2 separate regions of the Macaca mulatta genome follow, and region 2 is linked to region 1. The links are chromatin contacts, called in public Hi-C maps. All regions are on one chromosome and are shown on one strand. The core of a region is the stretch at or near the end of the contact, and the rest is flanking DNA. Distances in the headings are between cores, read along the strand shown. Region 1 holds the start of EMP3 (epithelial membrane protein 3). Region 2 holds the start of GRIN2D (glutamate ionotropic receptor NMDA type subunit 2D).

Evidence for each region. Hi-C and Micro-C count contacts between places; a contact is called where the count stands out from the background.
Region 2: a Hi-C map of cortical neurons shows a contact between it and region 1, with 4 times the contacts expected there. The contact joins the promoter of GRIN2D here to the promoter of EMP3 in region 1. A contact is called at or near these places in 3 of 14 Hi-C or Micro-C datasets (CD4 T cells, cortical neurons and liver).

Annotation. Positions count from the first base shown.
Region 1 is chr19:60,781,641-60,789,109 of T2T-MMU8v2.0, reverse strand. It overlaps EMP3 (epithelial membrane protein 3), which reads right to left and starts at 4,350. Exons shown (of 5, transcript NM_001194829.1): 1 at 4,312-4,350; 2 at 3,430-3,522; 3 at 2,419-2,521; 4 at 497-637. The coding sequence starts at 3,507.
Region 2 is chr19:60,844,735-60,852,203 of T2T-MMU8v2.0, reverse strand. GRIN2D (glutamate ionotropic receptor NMDA type subunit 2D) reads right to left here and starts at 4,772. Exons shown (of 14, transcript XM_015124463.3): 1 at 4,570-4,772; 2 at 3,510-3,788; 3 at 1-136. The coding sequence starts at 110. KDELR1 (KDEL endoplasmic reticulum protein retention receptor 1) reads left to right here and starts at 7,258. Exons shown (of 5, transcript NM_001261069.1): 1 at 7,258-7,469. The coding sequence starts at 7,446.

The sequences.
Region 1 (7,469 bases), core at 3,101-5,600:
ACTAAGGACTATGATTAAGTTAGCCCTTTGCACCTTAAGTCAAAAAATTAAAAAGTAAGCAAAACTCCTTGAAGTGTCTGATGCACAATAGGAACGCGAGAAACAGCAGTTGACTGACATAAATACCATTACTATTATGATTCAGAGCTCTCTACTGAGGTACTAATTAGCTTATCCCCCAACGTCACCCCCAATCCCTGGGACCAAAACTATTTACCTATACCTCCTTCCCCAGCCCCGGCTCCCTGAAGCTCTAAGTTCCCTGATGACTCATAGGCACAAGCCACAACTATCATTAGCCACTGAAAACTACAAGTCCCAGCAATCCCTGGGGGCAGAGAGGTAGCCCACGGAGGCACCTCTCGTGCTCTTGGGGTGTTGAAAATTGTTTTCTTCTGCGAGAGGCCCATTCTCAGGGCCCCCAGCATCTTGACGCACCCCACTTCCCTTCTGCTCAATTCTTGGGGGATTAGGGATGGGGAGGGGCAGTGCTTACTGGTGCAAAGCTGGCAGAGGCCGGTGGCATAGAAGAGACCTCCTCGTCGCATTGTGTAGAGCTGGAACATGAACAGGATGAAGGACAGACAGCAGAGAATGAGGGAGAGCACCATGAGGACCTGCACCGCCTTCAGCCAGCCTGCAGTAAGGAGGACACAGAAGGGGACAATCACGGTGGGTCCAGAGTGCCAGCTCCACCTGATTGCTCACCATGTGACCCTTCTCTGCCCCATCCCTGCTCCTGTTTAGACCCATACAAGCTCACTTAGATTATTGCTTATGTTGACCTTGAGCCCTGTTACCTTGCTAAATTCCTGTCTCAGTTCTAGTAGTTGCTTTGCAGATGGTTTTTTTTTTTTTTTTTTTTTTTTTTTTGAGACCAGGTCTTGCTCTGTTGCCCAAGCTGGAGTTCAGTGGTGCAATCATAGCTCACTGCAGCCTCATCCTCCAGGGTTCAAGAAATTCTCTCACCCCTGCTTCCTGAGTAGCTGGGGTCACAGGCACAAGCCACCACACGTGGGTAATTTTTAAATTTTTTGTAGAGACAGCGTTTTCCTATGTTGTCCAGGCTGGTCTTGAACTCCTGGGCTCAAGTGATCCTTCCTCCTCAGCCTCCCAAGGTGCTGGGATTACAGGTGCGAGCCACTGTGCCTGTCCACTTTGCAGAATTTTAATGGATTTTCTACAACATGTTTACTGGGAATAGAGACACTTTTTCCTAATTTATTTCCCATGCCTTTTATTTATTTTTCTTGCCTTCTTGCATTGGCTACTCCAGTAAAACGTTGAATAGAAGTGGTAAGAGCACACCACTTCCTTTAATCTTAGTTTTGCATTAAATCTTTCACATAGAACTTTAGATAGATGCAGCTCTATTTCTTTAGAACTCCAATGCACCTGGCCCCACCCCTTTAGCACCTTAAGTGGTTTCAGCCCCATTCCCTTGGAACTTGGAATGAAATGGTCCCAAGCATCCATTCAGAGCACCAGCCCCATCTCCTTAAGGCTTTTGAAAAATACTCTTGGGATCAGAATCTTGGGAGGTTTTTCTCTATTCTTTTTTTTTTTTTTTTTTTTTTTTTTTTTTTTTTTTTTTTAAGATAGAGTCTTACTCTGTCGCCCAGGCTGGAGTGCAGTAGTGCAATCTCAGCTCACTGCAACTTCCACCTCCCGGTTCAAGCGATTCTCCTGCCTCAGTCTCCCGAGTAGCTGGGACTACAGGCGTATGACACCATGCCCGGCTAATTTTTTTGTATTTTTAGTAGAGACGGGAATTCATCATCTTGGCCAGGCTGGTCTCAAACTCCTGGCCTCATGATCCACCCGCCTTGGCCTCCCCTCTCTCTTTAAACCTATAGCATGCCGTCTCACCCTTTCTGAGTCAGAGAAGGAGGCTTTTATCTATATGGCCTCTTCAGAACAGGAGCTACTGGCTGGACGCGGTGGCTCACGTCTGTAATCTTAGCACTTTGGAAGGCCGAGGCAGGTGGATCACCTGAAGTCAGAAGTTTAAGACCAGCCTGGCCAACATGGTGAAACCCTGTCTCTACTAAAAATACAAAATTAGTCAGGCGTGGTGGCACACACTTGCAGTCCCAGCTACTCGGGAGGCTGAGGCAGGATAATTGCTCGGAACTGGGAGGCAGAGGTTGCAGTGAGCCGAGATTGCGCCACTGCACTCCAGCCTGGGCAACAAGAGGAAAACTCCGTCTCAAAAAAAAGAAAAAAAAAGAAAAAAAACCAACACGTAGGTACATCCAGACAGGCGGGACATGCATTAGCCCTAGGCACTCAGCAACTCAGGCCTGGACCCCGCCCACTCCAACTTTGTTGGGGGAGGGTTCCCAATCTTGGTTCCCTGAGGACACTAAGGGTTTCTCTTCCCCTTTGAAGACCAGTCCCGCCGCCCTCACCCCTCACCATTCTCGCTGACGTTACTGCAGGCCCACGTTTTGGTGTCATTGTTCCACATGCAGTCGTACCAGAGATTCAGGGACTCTTTCCCGGGGAGAGTCCACCAGGACTGAGATGGACAGAGAATGAAACAAGGGGCAGGGTTAGGAAAGGGGAGGGGACAGGGTCAGGGAGACTGTGGGAAGGGCTGGGAAAAGGGTGGGGTATCTGGGATGGGGCAGAACTGGGGAGAGCTAGGATTTAGTATGAGATGGGGTAGGGTCAGGTTAGGGAGGAGGCATCGGAGGTAGAGCTAAAAGGGTTAACCTGGTGGTTCACGCCTGTAATCCCAGCACTGTGGGAGGCTGAGGCAGGCGGATCACTTGAGGCCAGGGGTTCGAGACCAGCCTGGGCAACATGGTGAAACCCCGTCTCTACCAAAATAAAAAAAATTAGCCGGGCGTGGTGGCAGGTGACTCTAATCTCAGTGCTCGTGGGGCTGGAGAATCGCTTGAACTGGGAGGCTAAGGTTGCAGTGAGCTGAGATCGCACCACTGCACTCCAGCCTGGGGGACAGAGTGAGACCCTGTCTCAAAATAAATAAAATAAAGGCCGGGCACGGTGGCTCAAGCCTGTAATCGCAGCACTTTGGGAGGCCGAGATGGGCGGATCACAAGGTCAGGAGATCGAGACCATCCTGGCTAACACGGTGAAACCCCGTCTCTACTAAAAAAAATACAAAAAACTAGCCGGGCGAGGTGGCGGGCGTCTGTAGTCCCAGCTACTCAGGAGGCTGAGGCAAGAGAATGGCGTAAACCCGGGAGGCAGAGCTTGCAGTGAGCTGAGATCCGGCCACTGCACTCCAGCCTGGGCGACAGAGCCAGACTCCGTCTCAAAAAAAATTAAAAAAAAAAAATAAATAAAATAAAATATAAAATAAATACTAGGTAAAGGGGCGGGGCCAGAGTGCCTTTAGAGGAGGGGCATGGCAAGATTCCAAAGGGGAGCAGAAGGGCCCTGAGCTCCAAATAGGCTTACCTTGTCCAAAGTGGCCACAAAAAGCAGGATGAGAATGAGGATGTGAAGGGCTGAGACCACCAGCAAGAGGAGTGACATGGCTGCGGTGGAAGCCTGGGGAGGGGGAGCAGGGGACGGAGTCTCAAGAGGTTGGCACAGCCCAGGCACAGTGGCTCACGCCTATAATCCCAGCACTTTGGGAGGCCGAGGCAGGCGGATCACTTGAGGTCAGGAGATCGAGACCAGCCTGGCCAACATGGTGAAACCCCATCTCTACTAAAAATACAAAATGAGCTGGGTGTGGTGGTGCACGCCTGTAATCCCAGCTACTCAGGAGGCTGAGACAGGAGAGTCACTGGAATCCGGGAGGCGAAGGTTGCAATGAGCCGAGATCATGCCATTGCACTCCAGCCTGGGTGACAGAACAAGACTCTGTCTCAAAAAAAAAAAAAAAAAAAAAAAAGGCACAAAGGCAGGTGAGATGTCTCCTGATGGAGGAAGGGCTTGGGTGCAGACTCCTGGGTCTCTCAGGGAGGAGGCCGCTGGGGCCTGGATTCCTGAGTTCCCCATTGGCTGGAGGGGTGGAGAGGGCCAGAGGTGGATTCTTGGGGTCCTTGAATGAGGAGGACTCACAATGTGGCTCCTTTCTCCCCAGAACCCTGTCTCTGGGTTACATACAGGCCAGATGGTGAAAATTCAAGTTGAGACCCCCGCCCCAAACCCTGATGTATCAGGATGGAGGAGCTGTCCCCAGCGACAGGCATCCTTGACTCACACCACTCCTCTCCTGGGGTGAGGGGAGGAGGGGGACCTGGTGAGTCATCTGGTGACTCATTCCTGCTCCCCCCCATCTCTAAGCACCAGGGAAACCCCAGCCTGTGGCTATGTCCACGAGGTCCTCACCCCACCCTGCTGCCAGACTGGTGATTGCTGGACATCTTCTGGAGGAAATGGATGGGATTCGCCTTGCGGGGAAGAGAGGCCTGAGAAGGAGTTAGCCTCCCAGGACCCTTTGGTGCCCAGGAACAGGGGACCTAGAGGTCTCCCAGATTTGGGGTGTTCTCATGCAATGCCCTGATCTCAGGGCCCTCAGAGGACAGTGGACACCGCTGAGGAAAAAACTGCAGGAAGTTTTCGGTGGAGGGCTCTGCTGGGACCCCAAAACTTTGCTGGGCCCCACCCCTTCCCATATCCCCACCTCAAGTGCTAAGAGATCACTTATTAAATGACAAGGATTTCCAAGAGTAAGGGGCGTCTCTCCCAGCCTGGGGGTGTCCTTCCCAAACTGCTACATTCCCAAGTAAATTAAGAAGTCCCAGCCCTGAATAACGGACTGGAAACTTACCGAGAGCCGCGAAAAAGTCAGAGCTGGAGTCGGTCTCGTCCCTCGCTCGGGCCTCCGTGCCCCGCCCTTCTCCTCCCTCCTTTCACCCTCCGGAGGCCCCCGCCTCTCTCACCGCCTTCCTCCCTTGCTCTCCCCTCCAATCCGGAACCCTTTCTCTCTCGCTCTCTCTCCTTCTGCCTCTCCTCTCTTCCTCCTGCCCTCACTGTCTGGGCCGCCTTCTCTCTTGCTCCCGTTTCTCTTTCTCTCCTCCTCGCAATATATACTGACCCTTTTATAAACCCACTCTCACCGCGCCCAGCTGAGGTCCGCCGCCAGTGGGAGGGCCCAGGCACTCCGGTTCCTCTTTCTTTGGGCCCCCACCCAATCCCCTCAGACAGACATCATCTGGGGCTCCCTCCCAGAGTTGAGAGGAGAAACTCTTGGAATGGGGCTCTGGGGAGGGGCAAGCGTCACGGGTGGGAGGGCCCGATTCTCAGGACCCTTGGGTTTTGAGGTCTTGTCTTGGGACCGGATGTCTGCTTTCCCTGATGGAGCCTGGGGCTGGATAGGAGTCTGGGAAAGGAGGCCAGATTTCTGTGGCATGCATTGAGATTGGGCTGATGAAGTTGGCCCCGTGGTGGGGGTTAGAGGATGGGAGATGAAGTTTGTGAAACTCGGCAGGACAATGTGGCTCACGCCTGTAATCCCAGCACTTTTGGGAGGCCGAGACGGGCAGATCATCTGAGGTCAGGAGCTCGAGACCAGCCTGGCCAACATGGTGGAAACCCGTCTCTATCAAAAATACAAAAATGAGCCGGGCGTGGTGGCGGGCGACTGTAATCCCAGCTACTCGGGAGGCTGAGCCACAAGAATCGCTTGAACGCGAGAGGTGGAGGCTGCAGTGAGCTGAGTTTGCACCACTGCCCTCCAGCCTGGGTGACAAAGTGAGACTCTGTGGCAAAAAAAAAAAAAAAAAAAAAAGGCCGGGCGCGGTGGCTCAAGCCTGTAATCCCAGCACTTTGGGAGGCCGAGACGGGTGGATCACGAGGTCAGGAGATCGAGACCATCCTGGCTAACATGGTGAAACCCCGTCTCTACTAAAAAATAACAAAAAACTAGCCGGGCGATGTGGCGCACGCCTGTAGTCCCAGCTACTCGGGAGGCTGAGGCAGGAGAATGGCGTGAACCCGGGAGGCGGAGCTTGCAGTGAGCTGAGATCCGGCCACTGCACTCCAGCCTGGGCGACAGAGCAAGACTCCGTCTCAAAAAAAAAAAAAAAAAAAAAAAAAAAAAAGAAATGCGTGAAACTCTGGAAGGCGGGGAGGAGGAGACAGAAGTTAAGAATCCCAGCGCCATCATTTCCTGGCTCAGTGACTTTGAGCCAATTATTTCACCCACCTGGGCTCCAGTATCTTAGTCTATGTCAAGAGTATAATAATACTGACAAAATACTAATACTGATAATAATAATTCTGATACTTATGCTGAATGAATAAGGTAATACTGGTACACTCACACACCTAAGCTGTTCCTTCATCAAACATTTATTGAACATGTACTCCGATCTAGGAGTTAATAATGAAAACAGACACGACCCCTGCTGGTATTATGGAGCTTGTCTTCTAGTAGAGGAAGACAGACAAGAGAAAACATCAATGATGAAGATAAATCTCAGCTAGGGATAACCGCCTTGCAAAACAAATACAATAGGGTGGACGCGGTGGCTCATGCCTGTAATCTCAGCACTTTGGGAGGCCGAGGCTGGAGGATCACCTGAGGTCGGGAGTTCAAGACCAGCCTGGCCAACATGGTGAAACCCTGTCTTTACTAAAAATACAAAAACTAGCTGGGCGTGGTAGTGGGCGCCTGTAATCCAAGCTACTCGGGAGGCTGAGACAGGAGAATTGCTTGAACCTGGGAGGTGGAGGTTGCAGTGAGCTGAAATCATGCTACTGCACTCCAGCCTGGGTGACAGAGCAAGACTCCATCTCAAAAAAAGAAAGAAAAAGAAATAAATAATAAATAAAACAGTGATGGAGATAATGACGGAGTGCAGGGGAGACTACTTGAAACAGGAGAATCAGGGAAGGCGTCTTGGAGGAGGTAAAATTTGAGCTGAAGACAGGAGTCATTTGAATGCTGGGGTCGGGGAGCGGTGGGGGGAAGTGGGGGGAAGAGGAAGTGCAAAAGCTCTTAAAGCTTTTGAGAACAAGCTCAGGTTGTTCAGGGAGCAGACAGAAGGGCCAGTGTGGCTGGCACATAGGGAGACAGAGGGAGTGGTAAGAAGGGAAATCAAAGGGTGCCCTTGAAGACTAGGGGAGGGGCTTGGATTTCATTCTAAATGTAGTGGGAAGCCATTAGGTTTTAACGGAGTGTAGTACCAAATATTTTTTTTTTTTTTTGAAATGAAGTCTCGCTCTGTCATCCAGGCTGGAGTGCAGTGGCATGATCTCAGCTCACTGCAACCTCCACCTCCTGGGTTCAAGCAATTCTCCTGCCTCAGCCTCCTGAGTAGCTGGGATTGCAGGTGCCCGCTACCATGCCCGGCCAATTTTTGTATTTTTAGTAGAGACGGGGTTTCTCCATATTGGCCAGGCTGGCCTCAAACTCCTGACCTCGTGATCTGCCCGCCTTGGCCTCCCAACGTGATGGGATTACAGGTGTGAGCCACCGTGCCCAGCCCCAAAGGTTTAATGTTAATTATTATTATTCATTTTGGGGATATTAAATTAGGATG
Region 2 (7,469 bases), core at 3,523-6,022, 63 kb before region 1:
CCGCCCGGCCCCGGCGCCTCCTCCGGGAACGGGCTGGCGCAGGCCAGCGCCAGCAGCAGCAGCATCTTAGCGGGGCCCCGAGGGCCGCGGGGGCCACCGGCGCCGCGCATCGCCTGCGGGCCCCGCCGGGCGGCCTCTGAGCGCCAGGGCCGGGAGAGACAGAGAGGAGAGGGAGGCACAGACGGGAGACGCAGAGACAGGGAGACGAGATAGAGAGACACACCGAGGAGATGCAGCGAGGGACAGGCGCCGAGATGGGGAGGACAGGGAGCGGTCGGGGTGATGGAACAGAGGGAGAGACAGGAACGGAGGACGAGAGAGATGGAGGGGAGAGAGGCAGAGGGACAGAGAGATGGAGGAGAGACAGGCAGAGAGGGAGAGACGGGCAGAGGGAGAGAGAGATGGAGGAGAGACAGGCAGAGACAGAGGGAGACACAGACACAGCAGAGGGAGGTGGAAGAGAGAGGTGGGGAAGAAACACCAGAGGAAGAGGTGAAACAGGGAGAGACGCAGAGATAGGGCGAGACAGAGGTAGGAAGAAGTGGTGTATGGGATTGGGGGAGACGCAAAGGGTGGATAATGGGGTCAGGGGAAGATACAGAGGTAAGAGGGGAGAGAGGAAGAGAGACAGACGAGGTGGGGATGGGGAGACCCACAGAGATGGGATCAAGATAGGAATAGAGAGAGACCCAGGGAGACAGGGAGGGAAAGAGTGGCAGGAAGAAAGGGAGACGGAAGAAGCAACAGAGACAGGGAGAAGACGGAGAGAGAGAGGACGGAGTGACAGAAGCGGGAATGAGGGAGGCCCAGGGAGAGGATGATAGAGGCGGGAAGAGATGCAGGAAGGCGGGAGAGATAAGTGAGGCAAGAAAGTTGGACAGAGAAGAAGACAGCAAGGCAGGAAGAGGGAGATGGAGACCCCAAGGCCGCCAAGAGACACGCACACATAAGGGATGGGGAAACAGAATTGAGATTGAGGGAGGCAGGCAGAGCGGAGCGAAAACAGGAGGACAGAAATAGCGAGGCAAGGCCAAGATCGGGACCCCCACCAGGGAGGTGCCCAGCACAGACATGAAAGTAAGGCGGGGAAAGCGAGTGGCAGGAGGGAGCAGAAATAAAAGGGAGAGAAAAAATGAGAGAGGGAAAAGGGGTCAGGTGTGTGGGGAGAGAGAGAGAAAGAGAAATTAGTGGGGCACCCCAAGGAGAGAATATCCCTGGGTGACCTTACCCTTCACCCTGACCACAGACCCCTAACCCATTTTGTCCCCTTACTCTTGCCCCTGTCCCCTCATTCTCAAAGCAAGAGAGTCATGGCCCCAGCTGGGATGTGGGGTTGGGGGGCACAGCTGTGGAGAGCTGGGTGGGGCGGAGGGGTCCCTGGCACCCAGCCTGGAGCAATTTGGTAAATTAGAAGAAATACAGCCTTTCTTCCTGTGTCCCCTGTTGAATACTAGCCGCCTGGGGTGGTTGGGCTGGAAGCCAGGCTCCTGGGTCCTGCCTGGGACTGAGGGAGGAGGGCACTGGGAGTCTGGACTCCTGGTTCCCAGAGAAGGACTGGAGTCTGCACTAGGGGCTTCCTGAAGGGGTGAGGGTCCAGACAGGGAAGGGTTCTCTCCTGGCTGTCAGGCTCCTGTCCAGTTGCCATGGTAGCGCAGGCCTCGTCCACCCCACAGCCAGCCAGGGTGGGGGAAAGGCCCACCCCCACCCCCCTGCCTCGAGACCACAGCCCCTCCCCTCTGCCCACCACCTCACCTTCCCAGAGATCGCGGCCCCTGTCTCCCCAGGGAAGGGGGTGGGGGCTCCTAGTATGCCCATCCCTCCCCAGTCCTGGCTCCTCTTCGCCCCTCCTCTCCATTGCCCTTCCCCAAGCAGCTGGCTCAATCAGCGCTCAGAATAACCCCCCCACTCCGCCCCAAAATAACCCACAGCTGTGGCCTGGCCCCCGCGGGGTTAACACTCGCGCTCCCCTCCCTTCCCAGTGGCTGCTCACCCTCCAGCCCCTCCTCTGCCTCTCCCAGACCCACCCCTACCTGGCTTCTGCTCTTAGGGACCCCGGGTCCTGCTCCCTGCCGAGGCCCAGGAGGGCAGCCCCTGGCCCCACCCTTCTCACAGGGGCTGCATGCTCAGTTCCTTCCCACAGGGATTAGGGAGAGCAGCCTCCCCCACTCCAGGGACAGAGGAGGGACATCCCCAGTCCTCCAGGACTCTGAAGGCCCAGCCCCCAGAACCCACGCCCTCAGGGATCACAGAGTCCAGCCTCTCGACACCCCCCACCCCCACCCTCGCCTCCATCTCCACCTCCTCATGAGCCTCCGTTTCCACTTCCATCTGCACAAGGCTAAAGTCCCTGACTCTCATCCCCTGCCCTGTCAGGGACTCAGGAGACTGAGCTCCCAGCCTGTCCTTCCTCAGTCAGAAGCGCTATCCCCTACCTCCTCCCATAAAGACCCAGGAGTCCTTCCGGCAGACCCTTCCTCCCCCAGGCCTTGGGAGTCTGGGCATTCGGTCCTATTCTTTCCCAGGACCCAGGAGGCTGGGCCCTCCTGCCCCGAGACTCTGGAACTCCAGTGCCCAGCCTCCTCTCCCCGCAGGAACCAAGAGTCCAGGTCCCCAGCTCCCCTCTTCCCCCAAGGACCCAGGAGTCTGGGTTCCCACTCTTCTCCTCCCTTAAGGTTTCAAACCCCATCATTCCCAACATCCTGGGTGCCCCCCCCAGCCCCAGCCTCCCTAGTCACCCCACTTAGATCCTGTACATAGCACAGCCTGTCCCCAAGCGGGGAGGAGGAGGAGGGTGCCAGAAATTCCTAGGGTGTCCCTGTCTTCATTGCCCCCCACAGCATCCAACACAGAATAGAGAAGCGGCCACTTTGATCAACAGCTCCCCCCCGCAACCTCGAGTTGTGCTGCAGACGGCATCCCGTTTCCTCCCCCCATCACCCCCCAACACACACAACACCGGTCTCTCCCCACCCGAATCCTGATGCTTGGAAGAGGCTGTAAGGGTGTTCCAGAACCTTGAGGAAGGGGTGGGAGCTTGGGGCGAGGGGTGCTGGGGGCCTGGATGCCCTCAAGGTCCTTGGCAGGGGTATTAATAGCAGACTCATAGCTCTGACATGGGAGGGGAGAGCGAGAGGAGAGAGGGAGAGGGCCGGCCGGCGATGGGGAGGACTGATGCAGGGAGGGGGGTACAGGGAGAAGTGAGATAGATGGAGGCACAGGGATATGGGGCATCAGGTATGTGCGGCTGGGGAGAGGGAGTCAAGTGTCAGAGAAATGGGGGGCGTGAAAGGTCTGAGGTGTAGGGACCTAGGAAAAAGGGGCTCAGAGAGGGAGAGAGAGACAGGGTGGAGGAGAGTCCCTGAGGGACAGGGGAGCTAGGTGGGGGTCAAGACCCCTGCCCACCATTCAACCCCCCTCCCTCCAAGAGGCTCCTGGCCAACTTCCCCTGTCCTAGATTTGGGGGTCCACATTTCCCACCACCACCCCTGCATCCCCTGTCCCCGCCTTACCTTTTCATGACCCTGTTCTGTTGGGGGGATGGTGGGGGGGCCAGGACCGGAACCCGGTGTCCAGTGACCCCAAGATTCCGAGGAGGGCTCAGAGAGCCGATGTCGGGGGGCAGGCCCCGGGGCGGCAGCAGTGGTGGTGGCGGCAGCAGCGGCAGCCCAGACCTCCTGTCTGTCCCTGGCTCCGTCTCTCCTTCCTCTTCCTTGGTCCTGTCCTGCCCTGTCTCTCCCCCAAGGTTGCGGCCACCTGGACTAGGCGAGGACGTGGCTACACATGTTGCTCTGGAAGTTGGGCCCCGGACATTGCGGAGGCTGTCGGGGTGTCCTCTTGCTGCCCCGACCCCGTGGGGATCCCCCCTCCGCCCACCCGGGGTGCCCCCCTCTGCCGCTTCAGCCCCGGCTCCTCCCCCCTTTCCATGTGTCCAGTCCCGCCTCTCCCTGGCTCACTCGCACCCCCGCTTTGTGCCCTCAGCCCCCCCACCCCCCCTTCCAGCGTCTGTGTCTGTCTGTCTGTCTGGGTCACCTCTGAAGCTGGTGGCTAGTGTGTGTGTGTGTGTGAGGAGCGGGAGATTGCCTGCTTAGGGAACTGCTTTTCCCTTCCTCGCTTGGCCACCTCCAGACCCCCCCAGATACCCCCACTCTCAAACACAGGCAGAAACACACACACGCACACATGCACGACCTCACTTCCCTGGGATTCCCCAACACCCCCAGAGCTTGAGGAGGGACACACACAGACACACACACACAGAGTGGGGGGTCTAATGGGGGCCAGGCTGCCACTGCCAATAGGGGCTGTTTGGACAGACAGGAGGACACAGGCAGCCGGGGACGCCCAGACGCCTGGCCGGACGCAGGCAGGAGGCACAGAACCCAGGTACACACCATCCATCTGGCTTTGGGGGGGCCGGGGGGAAGGAGTGGGGGCCCCATGACACCCAGGCAGGCGGCTCAGGGTCGGTATAGACAGACAGACCCCTCCCTCCCTCCACCGCCGCAGCGCTTACAGACACACCCCCCCTCCACCAGCCAGCCTCAGACACCCGGACATACAGATCCTCACCGGGCAGATGGCAGACGCTCAAGAGACCCCTGGGGGCCAGGCGGACCCACCCAGGCGACACCCCCCAGCAGGGCACCGGTGGCCGAGGGAGGCTGCGGGAGGCTGCGGGCGAGGGTGGCGGCGGCGGCCGCTGCTTGGAGGAGCCGGAGCGGGAGGGACTCACACACTTGCTGTGTTCTCGCACACACACACTCACTCGGGATGCGATTAACATTCAGTCCCCGTCCGCCACTGCCGGGAGACCCACAGCCCCCCCTCCTGGCCTCCCTGGGGACCCCTCCTCCTGCTAGGCTTGGGGAGGGGGCCGCCCCCCACCCCGGCTACCAGCCTCTGCCTTCCTCCTGGGACAGGGGAGTGAGGGGCTGAAAATAAAACGGAAGGAAGAAGTCGGGTTGGGGACTGAGCAGGGACTCAGAACCCGGTATGGAGACATCAGCTTCAGAGCTAGACTTCAGGTCTGGGGGTTGTTGCCTTCTGCCCCATCCCTGCCTTGAGGCTCTGGAAACAGGAGGCCTTTCCCTGACTTCAGTGTTCGCCATACTAAGACCCAATCTGTGGCTTTTATTGCCCCACAAGGCCAGGCCTGCAAACCAGGTCTCCGCCGTGGACCCAGGAGTCCCGCCCCCCAGTCCCTTCTCCCTCAGACCCAGGAGTCCCCTCTCCACTGGGACCCAGGGATTTGGGGCCCGCCTCCAAGTCAGAGTCTCTTTCAAGGACTCTGTCATCCACTCTCCCCCAGTACAAGCCACCTTCAGGGACCCAAGACTCGTGGATGTCCCCCTTGGACCCAGTCCTTCCAACCCTCTGAAGAAACCAACATGCCTGCTCCCCTTCTTTTATTGAGGGACCCTGGCCTCCATCACCTGTGGGTACCCCATCATCCAGAAGGGAAGCAGCATCTGTCTCCTCGTAGACGCAGGAGTCCAGACCACAGGCTGTTCCCCGAGGGTCCCACACCCAGATGCCCACTATTCCCCTCCTAGGGGGCTGGGCCCGGCACTTTTATAAAGCCACCGGTGCGGCTCTAGGGTAGAGCATGGGGCAGGACCGCTGGGCCTCTGTGGGTGGAAGAGGGTGTGTGTGTGTGTGGGCAGGGCAGAAATTCTGGAGCAGGGAGGAAGCCAGGGCCAGGGGCTCCTGAGATAGTTTGGGTCAGAGTTTCAGCCTTGAGCTTCCTGGGTGGGGTTCCTGTTTCCTTCATCCTCAAGGTCTGGGAGAGCAGAGTGAGGTGCACATTCCTGAAAAAGAAGAGAATCAGGGCCTAAATGTGTGGGTCGTACAGGGAGAAAGAAACCGTAGATCTAGATTCTTAAGGTTAGGAAGCTTGAGCCATAAGATGGTGGGGGTGGGACCCTAAGTTCCAAAGAACAGCATCCTAGGAGGGAAAAGGGCTGCGGCCCTGGACTGCTGAGTCTCAGGGAGGAGGGGCTGGGGCCCTGGACTCCTGGGTCTGAGGGAGGAGGGGCTGGGGGTCTGGACTCCTGGGTCTGAGGGAGGAGGGGCTGGGGGTCTGGACTCCTGGGTCTGAGGGAGGAGGGGCTGGGGGCCTGGACTCTTGGGTCTGAGGGAGGAGGGGCTGGGGCCTGGACTCTTGGGTCTGAGGGCTGGGTGTCTGGACTCCTGGGTCTGAGGGAGGAGGGCTGGGTGTCTGGACTCCTGGGTCTGAGGGAGGAGGGGCTGTGGGGACTGGACCCCTGGGTCTGAGGGAGGAGGGGCTGGAGGCCTGGACTCCTGGGTCTGAGGGAGGAGGGCTGGGTGTCTGGATTTCTGGGTCTGAGTGAGGAGGACCTGGGGGTCTTGAACTCCTGGGTCTGAGGGAGGAGGGGCTGGGGGCCTGGACTCCTGGGTCTGAGGGAGGAGGGGCTGGGGGCCTGGACTCCTGGGTCTGAGGGAGGAGGGGCTGGGGGCCTGGACTCCTGGGTCTGAGGGAGGAGGGGGTTGGGGGCCTGGACTCCTGGGTCTGAGGGAGGAGGGGCTGGGGATCTGGACTCCTGGATCTGAGGGAGGAGGGGCTGGGGGCCTGGACTCCTGGGTCTGAGGGAGGAGGGGCTGGGGGCCCTGGACTCCTGGGTCTGAGGGAGGAGGGAGCTGGGGCCTGGACTCCTGGGTCTGAGGGAGGAGGGGCTGGGGGCCTGGACTCCTGGGTCTGAGGGAGGAGGGGCTGGGGGCCTGGACTTCTGGGTCTGAGGGAGGAGGGGCTGGGGGCCTGGACTCCTGGGTCTGAGGGAGGAGGGGCTGGGGACCTAGACTGCTGGGTCTGACGAACGGGCTGGGGCCTTGAGTCCTGGGTCTAGGGGAGGAAGTGGGTGGGGTATCTTTCTTGTCTTCTGGGGGATTGGAGCTAGAGTGCCTGAAAGGGGCAGAAGCTGGCAGCTGAGCCTCTGGGTTCCTGCAGGATTTTTAAAGCTCAGAGGGCAGCCTCTACATCCCTGCAAGGGCTGAGGGTGGTGTACTAGACTGCGTCCCTTCCAGAGACACAGACTGCCTGGGCAAGCCGGTGCCGGATTTGGCACTTTCCGAACCCTGCGACCCTCCCAAGTTCCTAAGGGGCAGCTTTGGGGGTGCATTTAGCGCCGCTACGGCAAAGCAGGAGGTGGACGATAGGGGGCGCCGGGGATCCGGGCCCCGCCCTCGGGGGCGGAGCCTCCCGGCCCGGACTCCTCCCCCTCCCGCTCTCCTCCCTCTTCCCGGCTCCAGCTCCGCCGCCAGCTCCGGCCTTTGCTCCCCCTCCCAGAGTCCCCTCCCCGGAGCGGAGCCCACCTAGGGTCCCTCTCCCTTTCCCCCAGCCCAGCCTCCCGTTCAGACCAGCAGCCTCGGGGGGCAGCCCCCCGCCAGCCTGCCTCCCTCCCACTCAGCCCTGCCAGGGCCCCCCAGCCATGAATCTCTTCCGATTCCTGGGA